2 separate regions of the Rattus norvegicus genome follow, and region 2 is linked to region 1. Evidence: chromatin contacts called from public Hi-C data. All regions are on one chromosome and are shown on one strand. The core of a region is the stretch at or near the end of the contact, and the rest is flanking DNA. Distances in the headings are between cores, read along the strand shown. Region 1 has its middle 150 kb from the start of Zfp608. Region 2 has its middle 310 kb from the start of Zfp608.

Evidence for each region. A called contact is a pair of places that touch in the nucleus more often than the background predicts.
Region 2: a Hi-C map of kidney shows a contact between it and region 1, with 2.2 times the contacts expected there. The contact joins two enhancer-like sites. A contact is called at or near these places in 3 of 12 Hi-C or Micro-C datasets (kidney and liver) and 1 of 1 datasets of contacts at active chromatin or transcription factors (oligodendrocytes).

Annotation. Positions count from the first base shown.
Region 1 is chr18:50,755,626-50,758,614 of GRCr8, forward strand. No RefSeq gene overlaps it. Among named protein-coding and RNA genes, the nearest start is that of Zfp608, 150 kb to the left of the region's middle. Within about 2 kb of position 1,461, at least 60 of the 93 cell types and tissues checked have an H3K27ac peak or open chromatin away from gene starts, as enhancers often do. A contact at or near this core is called in kidney, where this site is marked.
Region 2 is chr18:50,914,345-50,917,637 of GRCr8, forward strand. No RefSeq gene overlaps it. Among named protein-coding and RNA genes, the nearest start is that of Zfp608, 310 kb to the left of the region's middle. Within about 2 kb of position 1,302, at least 18 of the 93 cell types and tissues checked have an H3K27ac peak or open chromatin away from gene starts, as enhancers often do. A contact at or near this core is called in kidney, where this site is marked.

The DNA of each region.
Region 1 (2,989 bases), core at 211-2,710:
ATGCATTGTTTTCGCCTTAAATGACGACTTCTAAGAAGTTGGTATGAGCAACTTTTTTTTTTTTCCTTCAAAGCAAAGCTAATGCTTGGACCTCAGCGGGAAAGTGACTTTAATTAATTCGAGAAGACCTTTCCATTGAGAAGCAAAGCACCGCCCTAGGCGCCTTAGTCCCTTTCCCCTCTGCTCTTCAGGAGGTGTAAAAGTTGCCTACATTCTCGACAGTGAGTGTGGTTTTTAAGCAAAGAAGAACAAAACAAACAAGGGAGCAGAGAGAGAGAGAGAGAGAGAGAGAGAGAGAGAGAGAGAGAGAGAGAGAGAGTCGTGTTTGCAGTCTATTAACCTTTGTAGTATAACAATATCTAAGCCAGAATAGGGAATCTTCCATCACAATAAAATGTGACTAAAGACCTCATCAATACTCATTTAGCAAATGCTTCGCAGTACACCATCATTTTCAAATACTTAGGACTTTCATTATTTCTTATTTCAGTGACCATGTTACCAAAAAAAAATTAAGAGCAATGGGATTAGGTTTGCCATTTGTCATTTGTTGGGACTAGAAGTCTGCTCGGACACGTGTGCACTCATACCCAGCGCTTAATGTTTTCAGTAATTATATAGATCATGCAGGGTCTGTTGATTGGTGGGAGAAAAAAAATCTTTATTAACTGCTCAGAAATAGTTAATTCTTCATTAGTCCGAGCCCTACATTAGAGGCTGCTGCCGTGAACCACGGATTAGAGTTTATGATAGTAATAACCTTTCTGAAAAAACATTCGTTACTATACTTAATGACCAGATTTTAGTGCATTAACCTTCCCGGGGAGGTCAACTAACAAAATGGATGTTAACTGCTTGTAACAACCAATTCCTCTGAAATTAATATTTAGATGCCTTTGGTGTCAAAAAACCTTCCTTCCATATCAGGGCATTAAAAAACACTTCTGAATTATTAATAGCAAGCAGAATGCAATGCCTGAAAGATTTCCATTCCAGGGCTCTTTTACCTCAGCCTCTTCCTATTGAGAGAGCTTTGCTGCAGGAAGAAGGGAGGCATTCAGGGAAATGAGGTCTCAAAAATGCATGTGGGTCAACAGTGCGGGGCAGTTTGGAAAAGGTCACGCTTTAAGTTCAACAGAAATAAACATAATACGAGTGTGAAAGGCAGCAGAGAGCACTCTGGGAGCCTGGCAGAGACAAACTCCCCGCTAGGCCCCAGGCTTCACAGCGACAGCCCTATCACCACCTGTCAGGAGCTCCTTAACGACATTTTTGCATCTCCCCTTCTGCAACTGACCTCCTGACTGGGCTCCCCGCCCCTCCCCCTCCTTCAATTGGAAACAAACCACATTTGTGTCAAAACAACTTCTGAACTATTTCCTTCCCAAGCAACCCCAGAATATAAAACATGTTCTGAATAGCTGCCCCAGTCCCTGGAGGAATTTTATGATTTCGTTACTGCCGCACAGCATGTTCGGCTGCTTGGCCGAGGTAGCCTTGAGTCCCTGCCAAACAATGAAGCAACACTATTATTAGCCTTCCCATTCAACAGCGACAAAACAGCCCATGTTTCTATTTTCAGACGGCTTTCTTCTGGTGCAATAGATATGCAGAAACCCGAACCTCAGGCCAGGACTCGACCGGCAGGACTAGGCAGTTATCTATTGCCAAAACACGGTGGCCCGAAGGGGAAAATGTTTTAATGGAAGTATTTTTAGGCAGAGGTCAAATGCAGATAAGCTGTCACAGCTCTGCCTGCCAAAAACCTTGGCTGGTTTATCCTAATTCTGTTGAGGTTGGGTTAAGCACCCCTGACGTGTCTACCACGAGAAATCTGCAACGTTTGATGATTTTATTAGACCTCAATGCCGTTATATGTGGGACTCGATCATTGAACCAGCCCCAACTTGGTTGGAGAGCAGGACCTGTAAAAAAATCATGCAATGGGGGTCTAGAGAGAGGCTCAGGAGTTCAGAGCACTGGATGCTCTTCCCGAAGAGTTCCGATCCCAGCTCCCATGTCCAGGACCCCGTAACTTCAGCTTCGAGGAATCTTACTCGTCCTGGGCCTCTGCACCTGCGTGCTCATGTACCCTGCCTCCTTGCACTTAATAGAATCTTACAAAAAATGCATTCATAAAAAGGCTTTAGCCTTCTGATATTCTCAGAGACAAGCCACCAGTTATGAATCCAGAAAGGCCGGAAGATAAATAAATATTCTACGTTGGTGTTTTTCTAGTGGCTACTTACGAAATACTAAAAATCCCGTGTAGACAGAGATCATTACAATATTGGGTCTGCTTTCATTAGTAAATAAGATTTTCCAGTTGATCATTTATCGGAGGCAAATTCTGTGTAAAAGTGATTTTACTTTAGCTAGGTTTTTTTTATTGCTATGGGAACAGTTATGGCTGCACCACCATGCGTCCATTATTATTCTTAGAGTAGCTGGGTTTTCTCTTGTGTGCAGTGTTGGAAGAAATGAAGATTTACAAATGAGAAACAGAGACTCCTTTCACAGTGTGGGAGATTTCACATATTTAACTTCAGAATCTCATTTAATGATCCATCTCTCTTTTTTAAGGATAATGTTTCTAAGACAAAGTGTTACTGTTTTAAACTCCGCTTTGGAGAACTTTCCATACTTCTTCCTGAATCAGTCTACAGAACACATAGATTTCCAGTATTCTTGTGAACCATTTTGAAATCTGCTATATGGATATTTTTAAGCAATATTCTTCTCTCTGGACTTTTTTTTTTTTTCAATTACACTGCAACAAACATGCCTTATATAACGCTAGCCAAACTGTGTAGGAAAAATTGTGAGACAAGATTTATAAAGAAGATTAATTGTTTTTCCAAAAGGTGTCTGCAATTTGCAACTCCCCTTGAAGGTGTATTTGAATGTTCAGTTCTCATTTTCTTAATGACAGACACAGATGTTTTGTTTTAACCACTGAATATCTACAAATAAATGTTGTATTAGTTGC
Region 2 (3,293 bases), core at 52-2,551, 160 kb after region 1:
AAAAGCCCATCCTACCCCCTCAGTTCCCAACGTCTCCTCCCCCACACTGGTTGTCTTCACCAAACACTGCAAAGTAGCCACCAGGCAATTTCCCTCAGGAAATGAGAAAAAAGAAAAGGGACAAATGTTATTCTCTGAGGTTTTGATGATACTTTCGTTTGAACCAAAACAACAACAAAAAACCCACTTAACACATACTAGAAGAACTCTCCTGTGGCTTTGTGTTGGAAGGAAATTTTTTATTCTTTGTCATGCTATGTAAGTTTTGACCAGAATACCTGGCTGAAAGCAGGCAAGCTTAGTGTCTGTATATACACTACATGGCAATAAATCCCCAGGACCTCCTCAGACTTGGAAGAGCTGTTTCATCAGGGAGCCTTTTGTGCCTGGAAACAGGAAGGAGTTTAAGAAACCAAAAAACAATGAATGATTTTTCTGGGCCAAATCTCATGTTAAGAAGGAAGGAGATGCTTCATGTCCAAGCATCGATTATAGACAGCAGACACCTGACACCAAGCCTCAGATCAAGAAGGACCCTGGAATGGAGTGAAAATAGGAATGTGAAGCAAGTAAATAAATAGGAATGTGAAGCTGGGGAAACTGAGGCAGCTAGGTCATTGCAAAATATTAGTGAAGTGTAGAGACAAAGCTGGAGGTCTTTTACATTAGGCTGAGTCACGTGATCACAGATCCCCTTAGTCGTCTGGCTCAATTTATTTCCTGTTCAGATGTCAGTCTATAAAGCCCCCTTTCTCAACATGTGGGTTGAGACTACTTTGGGGGAGGGTTGAATATCAGATATCCGGCATATCAGATATGTACATTCATAACAGTATCAAAGTTGCAGTTATAAAGTCACCATGAAAATAATTTTATGGTTGGGGGTGGGTCACCACAACATGAGGGCCAGCATTAGGAAGGCTGTGAATCACTGCTATCACTTAATAAGATGTAAGAGATAGACTCGTACATTGTTTGCATCGTTATCATTTTGGCCAACACTCCAAATTCTGACCTTGTTTTTTTGTTTTTTGGTTTTTGGTTTTTTAATAAATGTGAAGTTTGTGGCCCAAAGTGGAAGGGTCATACATTCACTCAGCTATACCTTAGCTAGTAGTAGAAGGGCAAGGAACAGCTCTAGAAAGGCCCTCTCTGCACTTTCTTTCTTTGTCCCCTCCTTCCAGTGCTTTCTTGTTTGCTTTTCCTTTGTTTCATTCACTCTGACTCTAACTCTGGGTGGAAACTAAACTGACACAATGTCACCCCCAAAGCTTAACCAGAGTTATTTTTAGAGAAGGTCATGGAGCACGTTTGTTTTGTGAAGTTTCAGGCTTATTCTTACCACATGAGTTCAGCGCTGTGCACGGACCTTGAACCTTGAGCCGTGAGTCAACATGATAGAACCAAATAAAAGAAAAACCAGGCTCTGAAGGCTCGTAGGCGGTTCTTGGTTCTTCTCTTCTTTTCTTTTTCTTCTCCCCCCTCCCCCTATTTTTTTAAAAAGAACATTGCGGTGAGTTAAGTGTAAATGAATCAGAAACACAAGGATTTTATTTCCCTCGCCACATGCATGAGTTTAAACACTAATGGGGAAAAAATGCTTAGCACAACGTGTTTTGAATTTTCTATGTCCTTTTCCTCTTGTGATGGAAGCTGAAGAATGTTGAAGACAATGTAATCAAAAGCAAGCATGAGTCTTCCATGTTTACGTAGCATATGCGGCTCTGTTAGATTGGCTGGCACAGAGCTGCCCTTCCGAAAGCCAGACAGTATTTTTAGTCTTTGACCTAATTATATTACTGAAAGAAACTTAGGAGCAGACTTGGATCTGAATACACAGTGCAGGAACTGGGCACCAGGCTGCAAGACATCCTTTTCTATATGAACTTGAGGAAAGTCTGCAACTGGGCAAAGGACCCCCCCCAATATATATATATATATATATATATGTATATATATATAACAGCTTCATTAAAAATTTAAAGACTTAATAAAAATAAAACAGCTTATCTGATTGTGTATGACCCTGTGTGTGACCCTGCAATATCTTGTTTTATAATTTTACAATGATTTACTTGTAGAGCAGGAGTACAACTATTTTTGGAATATTTCTACTAAGAAAAGTACAGCAACTTTTAGGATTCCTGGCATCTACTCTTAATGGACAGTTCAATGGGGAAGCATTTTACAGGGCTGATCTTAGTTAAAATTTTCTGTCTAGTTATAGGAATACTAATAATTAGCTAAATAAGCCTCAGATATTCTCTCTAGGCAGTGCCTGCAAACATATCTTTTACTCAAACTTGCATTCATTTCCTAGTTTACCAAGAAGCTTCTAAGAGAGCATACAAGTTTAAATAAACCCTCCCTGGTTAATCCGTGGTTTGGCTTTTGGACACCCTCAAATCATTTACATCAAACAAATTCAGATGCTAGCATTGCAACAAAGCCACCCTGGCAATTTTACGAAAATGGTGTTGGTTAGAACACAACTACTCTATTCTATGGACCGCCAAGAGAGCGAGTCCTCAAAATATTCCTTCGTCAGTGCTGGTACCCAGGAAGAGAACACAGAAGTCACTGTCACATCTGCTATTAACTATGTGATCCTTTTTACATGTTGCTCCATGTATTTTAAATAGAAGGAAAACTGGGCCACGTTTCAAAATTTGGGTATGGTACATGAAAAGGCTGCGTTCACATTTAATTAAATAACAGTCTATATGCCATACGCATAATCAGACGTTACCTCCATCCCAGGTGGAGGGGAAAAGTAGGAGTGTGGAATAAAGATTCCCTGTCTCCTCCTGACAGTACACACTGACAAGATTTTCTAAGGAACGCCATCCCAGTGACAACCAAACTCCTTTGCCAACTGCTGTGACAGAGCCCTGAAATAATCACTCTGTGGCTCATTACCTCCCAGCACTGTAAAGATGGGCCCCGTGAAGAGAGGTGGCATCCTTACTCCCAGAAGGTACGACTTCAGCTATTTTTAGTCCTGGTGGTTGGACTTCCTAAGCTGCTCTGAGCCCCACCTTTGTAAAACCCTCCAGCTTAGAAAACAGAGAGGAGCTTCTCATTCGCCTCAACATGTAAACTTAGGTTACAGAAATGTCAATGGAATGACTAATGCGACTTTAACTGAAAACAGTGAACACCACAGTGGGCTCTCTGATCCTGAAACACAGAATGCACTTTGTTCAATCCTGAAGTGTGTGCGCCTTGGGCAGGGGTGGGGGAGGGAAGAGGCCCTTTTCCGTATGAAACCAACACGTGTTTTTCTTCCCTCT